2 separate regions of the Drosophila melanogaster genome follow, and region 1 is linked to region 2. Evidence: chromatin contacts called from public Hi-C data. All regions are on one chromosome and are shown on one strand. The core of a region is the stretch at or near the end of the contact, and the rest is flanking DNA. Distances in the headings are between cores, read along the strand shown.

Region 1 (4,101 bases), core at 551-3,050, 130 kb after region 2:
TATAGAGCTGTTTTTGCCAGACGAGTTTCGATTAGCAAATGACGGGGACTGAACTAAACTGTGATGTAAATAAGCTGGGTACAGTATAAGCTTTATATAACCGTGTGGAAATGATTCCCTCAGTGAGCCAATTCTTGTGCTAATTATTAGAACCCGCTGTGGGCGAAAGAAGATTGCGATTGAGGGAGCAGGAACGGCAGCGGGAGAATAGCAATAAACAAGAAAATAAAGAATTTTAATTTATTTAATCACTCCGTTTATGGATCACTTGGCTGGCAACTTTTTGAAGCGGACACTCTCGCTTCCACACAGCTCCCCCTTTGGATTTTCTGGGAATGGATTCCACATGGCGTGCAACATGATCCACTTCCAGCTAACTTATCAAGTTCTTTTGCTACTCGAATGCACTTAGCATTTTCTTATACGCCCCCTCCCCCCCCCACCGATACTCCCTGCCATCTTGTAGATTTTCTATTTTTTTCGTACGTATATTATTCATGTGTCCAACCAGTTTTTCTAGTCCCTCTTTGTTTTGCTTTGCAACATGTCTTGTGCATCAAAAACGTGCCCCCTTTAAGCGATTATTTCTGGTGTTTTTTTGTCGCAGCTGGCCACGCTTGTAAATATTGTCTCGAAATGCAATTGTTTATATATTTCGTACATATATTTGCATTGTGAAATATTCGAAAAAAAAGCGAATGAAAGAGAGAGAGGAAGAGTTTAAGGCTTTTTCCATTAAAACTTAAGTGAAAGGGCTTGTCTGACTGAGCGATATTGATACCCTAAACGGGTATCCATGAATCACTTTTATTGGATCTTTGCTTTAAAGGGTGCTCGGGTTGGGTTTTGTTTGGTCAACTGATGGGGTAAGCAATGAATTGGCTGTTTTTGGAATGATCGTAGTCATAAAGGCTTTGAAATCAAGGCGTTGCCTTTAAGGTTGGTCTCAAATGATCTCACAAAATTGGGCAATGAGGGCTAACCTTGCCGGATTCATTAGTCTTGCACTTTTTCAATATATTTAGTGCAGTACAATGTTTGTAGATTATACGTTGAGTTGTCAAGTTCAAATAGTGCTGTCTTTGCTCGCACATTTAATTACACATTTGTACTGATATCTGGGGCTGCCCATGTTCCCACTTTCCCCGCCACCATCTTTCTTTCCCATTTCTCCTTAAAAACGAGCTCTCTCTCTCTTTTTCTGGCTGACAATTCACGGCTGTGCCCAACCTCGTGCACGCTAATTCCATTATAACAATTGATTCCATTGTGCAATCGTTGTCACGCAGCAGCAGCAGCAGCAACAGCTATTGCAGCTACATCAGCAACATGAGTAGCGGCTAAAATTGCAGGTACATCAGCAGCAGCATCTACAACACAATGGCTCGCAGTTCATCGCAGATTGCGGTTAACGGATGAGCGAAAAAGTATCTGAACACAGGTAGCAGATACGTTTGTATCTGCATTGCCTTCTGCTGAGTCAGCGGGGATAAAACGTTGAACTAAACTGTCAGCGGGACTTTTTGAGAGTCTATTTGAGATTTCATCTGCACTGAGGCAGCATTTTTGTTATATGTAGATATAAAACCTTTTTGCAACTTTCACTCTGCGGAGGAGAAAACACACCTTTGTATTATCTTTTTATGCGTTGTGTTTTGTGCACTTTTCTTTTGCGGTTTCGATGGCGCTGTTTGGATCTTTTTTTTAGCGGGGTCTTAGCACCAATTTTTCTTTTCGCGTGGCAATCTTCTCCGGTTCGTTTCGGATTTCGATTTTCCGTCCCTCGAATCGCTCGATGTTGCCCGCAAAAAAGCCGCTTTGCAACTAATTCTTCGATGCGAAGACAGCCGCTCTCTTCTCAGCCACACGTGTTGTGGATCGCATTCGGAATAAAGTCCACACTCCACATATTTCGATCCGTTCGCTCGCAATCTCTCCAAGCAAACTGAAAGCGGTTTGTTGTCGTCAATAAAAATGATAATTGAAATTTCATTTTTTGTATGGTTTTCATTCGAATTTCTGCTGATTCTTATTCTAACTTTTTTTACCTGCACAAATAAATGCTCATTCTGATGGGGTTTTTGAACTGCACTTACTTTTTATGGCAGTCGCACTTTCATTGCTCGTCTAGTGACTTCATGCTCTCTGAGAATCTTAAGTGCAAATTATGGGGTCCAAGTATAATGTGTGTGATGACCCCCTTTGGTGGGGTTGAGTGACGAGGTGAACCCACTATTTCCAGTTAAACTTGACACCTTATTCAATGCGGATTATGCCCATCACGTGCCATGATCCAGCACTTTGCTATGCGCCATTTAAACGGGCCGTGGAATGCGAAAGTGCAATAGATACGGGCACCTACATCCGTAAATGGGTGAAAAATGGGTATATTAATGAGTGGAATCGAGTTGGATATGATGTTAGGGGTTTCTGTTCTATAAATGATACGACAATGATTTAAACATCAACATTTGTTCATTTTACAGATGCCAAGACGTTAGTCTGAGAAAGGAATATGTCAATCTGGTCGAATCCATTCGCGATGCTGGGGGAGAAGTCAAAATCTTTTCGAGCATGCACATCTCAGGAGAACGTAAGTATCAAACAATAAACTATTGATTTAAACCCTTGAATAAGAAGGATTGTAAGAGAATGATCCGATCTAGTGAGTCACTGTGTAGTACAAAGTGCATCTTCTTTACTCCATTAATTAAGTTCACATATATGTAAGGCAATTACATGCTAAACTTAAATAGAACAATCTTGAAAGCCATCTAACTTTAACCTTGTGTCGATTTGAAATAACTCAAGAACTTCTGGTACATAGAAATGAATCTGTCAGTGACTCATGGAGCGAGAAGGAACTGCCCTTTCAGGCCGAGAATAGATCATCTCCAGCAGAATCTTCTCTTTGCATCACACTTGTTCCACCTTTGGCCATTTCTATGCTCAATTTGGATGGAATATTTATGTGCAGGCTGCCTTCCCCCGTCTAATGACCTCGTTAAAGATGCTATTTTTAAGTTCCCGCGATGCAATATTGAATACATGCGCGTGCATATGTGAGAATATCTTGGAGGGGTCTCCCACATTACAAAGTCCGCTGCGAGATAAGCAAAAAAAAAAAAAAACAGCACTATTGAATGGCTGCCAAGTAGTTTTCGCTAGCTCATTCGAAAGGGAACTTTCGATTTCATTTTCGTATGCAATTAAGTATTAATTAAAATTACATCTCACATATTGGCCATACTTTCGGGGTGTAAAGTGCTTAAATGCTTTAAATAACCATTTGCAGGTGACTCACGAGATGAGATTCCTTCCACGAGTTTCTTTTTTCAATTGTCTGAGGCCTGCGTCTTGGCAAGAGTTTCGTTTTCGACTCGAAAATGGGTCGCTGGTGTTCCGAAATAGATCCCCCATGCCCTGTAGATTTTGCAAGAATTTAGTTGTAACGATCCCTTTCGTATTCTTTCTTTTTTTTTTATCGCTAAGTACTGCCCATTCTTATCTCGTTGCAAGTATTTATTCCGCAATTCTACTCAGCCGAGCAGTTTAATCAGCTTTAAATTATATAAGAATATAAACAATGAGGCTACTTGTGTAAACAGAACCAAATTTAACAGATAAAGGGGCCTGGTACTTGAGAACACGAATTATATATTCTCTGGTACGTAACCTGCATTAATTATGAATATGTAATGCTCACTCTGGCCGTGTTGAATGTGAAGTTCATTGGGGTGAGTCATGGCCTAGAATAAGCGGTGGACCTTGAAGTTGGACGGTAGGAACGCCCACAACCTGGGGAAAAAGTGAAAAACTTGCATTGGCTGCTGCAGTTCTGAGGCTCTGCGATTTCTTGCACCGAGTATGGATGCTTATGGTCTTTGTAGTTTACTTGATATTCAGGTTTTCAGCATGCAGATAGCAGTAATTAGCTGCAACAACTTATAAAGCTAAGTCCATTGAATAACCCCAATCTTTTTGTTCACAGAACTTGCTCAACTAACTGGAATTGCAGCCCTCCTGCGCTTCCCGATGCCCGAACTGGAGGACAGCGACGATGATGATGATGAGGATGGAGCGGCAGGCGGGGTGGCAGAT
Region 2 (3,974 bases), core at 1,364-3,863:
TCTTCTGGCCATCGTACAGGAAGATACCCTTGCCGGACTTGCGTCCGAGGAAACCAGCCAGGACCAGATCATTCATTACTTCCAAGTTTCCACCGCTGAAACGTTCGCCGAATGCCTTTGCCAAGTCGACGGCAATGTGGGAACCCACGTCAATGCCAACCTCATCCGCAAGGGTCGCAGCACCCACGGGGAAGCCAAACTTCTTCGTGTATTGGTCCAGATCCTTGGGGTCCACGCCTTCCTGCAGCAGTCTGACATAAAATATGGGAGTATAATAAACAATTTCACTAGTCATCTTAAAATGCAAACCTACCTGATGGCTTCCGACAGCATGGTGGAGAGGATGCGGGTGGTATAGAAGCCAGGTCCGTCACCAACAGTGATAACGACCTTGCCTTGCTTGAGACCGACGGCCACGGCCTGTGCGATGGTGTCCTTGGAGGTTCCTGGGTGAGTGATGATTTCCAGCAGCTGCATCTTGTCCACGGGCGAGAAGTAGTGCATGCCAACAACCTTCTCGGGACGCGAGCTTCCAGCAGCAATCTTGGTGATGGGAATGGCGCTGGTGTTGGTGGCAATGACGCAGTGCTCTGGAACCACTGCTTCCAGCTCCTTGATCACTCGATGCTTAACCTTGATGTCCTCGAAAACAGCTTCGATGATGATGTCTGCGTTCTTGAAGTCGCTGTAATCAAGAGTGGGCCGCAGACTGGCAAGAGTCTGATCGCGCTCCAGTGCAGAGATTCGCTTGCGCTTCACAGCCGTCTCCAAACCCTTCTGCACTTGTCCAATACCACGAGCCAGGCCGGCTTCGGTGGCATCCTTCATCACCACCTGATATCCCTTATCGACGGAGACCTGTACAATACCGGCGCCCATCAGACCAGCTCCCAGCACACCCACAGTCTTAACCGGACGCTCTGGCTTGCCAAATCGGTTCTTCTTGCACTCCGTTTGTCCACGGAACAGGGCAATCAAACCCTTCGACTCGGGCGTGGCCGATAGCTCGCCGAAGCCCTTGCGCTCCGCCTCGTAACCGGCATCGGTTCCCTTATCCACGCCAGCACGGATCACATCGAGAATCTGTTTGAAGTTATAGGTTACTTACAAATATGAGAATTGCTTGTTCAATATCGAACCTTCAGAGGAGCGGGATAGAGACCGTTCGAGGCCTTGAGCACCTGTTTCCTGGCAGTGTCGAAAATCTTGTTCTTCACAAAGTCGGTGTCCATGACGAAGGACTGGATCTTGCTGACGAGACCGCTTTTCTCGCGATTTACCTGTGTGGATACGGTGGAAAACAAATTAATGATGAAGACTTTAAGGGATTAACTAGTATTTCTTACGCGAAGTTTACCACTAGCCAGATCGTTGGCGACCTGCACGGCGGTCTTCTCCAGGTACTCGATAGTGTTTTGCTCAGCAGGCTGGAGTCCAGGACCTAGGGGATCCACCAACAGATCCACGATGCCCAGTCGTTTGGCGCGATCGGCGCGCACCTGTTTGCCTGTCAGCTCCATATCCAGAGCCGTGGGCACGGATGTAAGCTTGGGCAGGCGGACGGTGCCACCGCCGCCGGGCAGGAGACCCAGCATGACCTCGGGCAGACCCAGTTTGGTCTTGCTGTCCTTGGTGGCAATGCGGTAATGGCAGGCAAGGGCGAGTTCCAGACCACCACCCAGACAGACTCCGCTGATGGCGGCCACAATGGGCTTCTTGCTGCGCTCCATGCGATCGAACATCACCTGGGCGCCGTGGGAGATCAGCGTGGCCTCCTCCGCCGTCTGGCATGCTTCCAGCATCCCGATGTCGGCTCCGGCCACAAAGCAGCCCGGTTTGCCCGAGATCAGCACGGCGGAATTGACGGCAGGATTCGTCTCCAGGTCCTTAATCACTCGCTCGAACTCATCGCTCACTTCGGAGCCCAGGGAATTCACCTTGGCATTGGGTGAGTCGATCTTGATCACAAGCACTCCATTGACCACCTTGGTGTGGAGATGCTTGTTGGCAACCGGTGCGGGATTCGTGGACATTAGGCGGCGCCTCTGGAGAAGCTGGGCCGAAATGGGCAGGGCTGCGTGGGGTTAAGAGATTGTTGTTTGCGATTAGTGCACATTATCTCACGGCACTCGAAATCGGAAATCAGAAAGCGAGAGACAGAAGCTATACGTCAAGGGAGAGTACAAAGTTCAAAGTCCAGTTATGCGGCATCGGGGGAGATTCAGCTAACACGGGAACGGGAGAGAGACAGAGATACCGCTAGAGTACTGCCCATTTCCAAGGGGCCAAATTCCAATGTAGAAGAATTATGGCCTGCAATTTGCACTTTCCCTTTTCATAGCAGAACTTCTAATTAACCCACCTCTGGTGCACTTATTCTGCAGCAATTGCTGTCGCGAAATTTGGCCAACGGCACTCAAAAACCTCGTTGCCGACATTGCTCTCAGTTCGATCTTATAAGATAGTCACTTTTTGCTTACGATAACTATTTGTTTTAATTTTTAACGAACTTTGATCATGCACCGTTAGTTATGTGTTCGCGATTCGCTATAAAAAACTATGCGGCAATTTCTACTTGTTGCACATCCCCAGTGTGACCGCGTTCGTACCAATAAAATATACTACCATAAGTATTTTCTAAATTTTAGCACTAGCCTAAATACCGCACACAGTACAAACTCATCCACCAGGTGTCGCTAGTGTCGTTTTTTTTTTAACTAGGTGGCGCAGGAGATCATAACTAGTGTTACTATTGTAGCAACTTTTAATTTTAAAGTATAAAAGAAAAGTACAAAAAAGAAAAATGAAGAAATGTATATATATATGGGCATTCTATTATGTTTTACGCATAAAACATAATTTCGTACTTGTTTTAGACTGCAAGTAATTTTTAGTTTAAGCGATTTCTGTAGATCACCTTTTTATTGTTATCTTTCATTTTTTTAAGAGAACACAAAATTATAAATCGTATATAATACCAGAGTTTTACAATAACTCGACCCGGTTTACAATACAATATTTCAACGACATTGTTTTTGGGAATCTGTCACGCTGACCCACCCCACAACTCGAGGTCGAACCATTAACAGGCCGCACAATTTGCGGGACACGCATGTCACTCGCATTTTTCAGGTCGCTTCCTCGGATCTCCGAGTTCGAGTCCAGGACTCATTGAAGCCACATTAAGCGCGCCTCATTTGATGCGATGCCATTGTCCTTTCAAGTGGCCACTGCTAAATAGGTTCGGATGAGATTTCGCCAGGCGCTTTATTGTGGCAACACGCCTTTGTGGCCTTTGACGCAGGCGTTTCATGTGGCGTGTACTATAAAGTAAATAGTTAATCGTTTTTCCCCGAAGCTGCAGCTGCGGTCTTGATTTCTCCGCTGATCCGTCTATGATGTGTGAAGAGTCAAAAAAGTCACACTTGAGTTCGTCGGTTTATGTCAACTGCAAAAGTCCGTCAGTCAAATGCTGGTAGATGGCTGCATAAGTGACCTGACCTTTTCCAATCAGCGGGCTTATCAAATGGATAACAATTGGCAGAAGAACCATTATCCACAAAGCTACAATAATGTATTTTACAAATTTTGCAAATTTTAAACTGATTTTAAATAAATAAATGTAATACTACATAGGATAATTATATTTTGAATATAACCATATATGGCATCTAACCATAAATTGAGACCTCTATTTGAGTTTCATTAGTTTGCGAAAATCTGCATTAACAAATTGCCACCGTATAGCATTTGCATTCGAAATTAGTCTCTGGAATTGCAAATGTGAATTTGCGAAACCTCAGATTAGATATCCTATATTCGCGCACTTATTCACGCGAATATTGAATTACACCGGCAACAATGGGATCAGCATCAGTTAATTTGCATAATACCTTTGCGATCTCCGATTCCTCCCCTCGGCACCCAAGGATAACACCAAATGAGCAGCAAAGCCAGCGACTCCACAGAGTTCT

The links. A called contact is a pair of places that touch in the nucleus more often than the background predicts.
Region 1: a contact with region 2 is called in a Hi-C map of the Kc167 cell line, with 3 times the contacts expected there. A contact is called at or near these places in 16 of 107 Hi-C or Micro-C datasets (the D17-c3 cell line, the Kc167 cell line, the OSC cell line and 8 more) and 1 of 7 datasets of targeted methods (the Kc167 cell line).

What each region holds. Positions count from the first base shown.
Region 1 is chr2L:9,704,154-9,708,254 of dm6, forward strand. It overlaps CG31710, which reads right to left and starts at 1,801. Exons shown (of 3, transcript NM_001273365.1): 1 at 1,627-1,801. It overlaps pelo (pelota), which reads left to right. Exons shown (of 5, transcript NM_057634.5): 4 at 2,487-2,593; 5 at 3,992-4,101.
Region 2 is chr2L:9,574,156-9,578,129 of dm6, forward strand. It overlaps Mtpalpha (Mitochondrial trifunctional protein alpha subunit), which reads right to left and starts at 2,614. Exons shown (of 5, transcript NM_164860.2): 1 at 2,363-2,614; 2 at 1,347-2,225; 3 at 1,140-1,280; 4 at 314-1,083; 5 at 1-251. The coding sequence starts at 2,033. CG31709 reads right to left here. Exons shown (of 3, transcript NM_001298853.1): 3 at 3,965-3,974.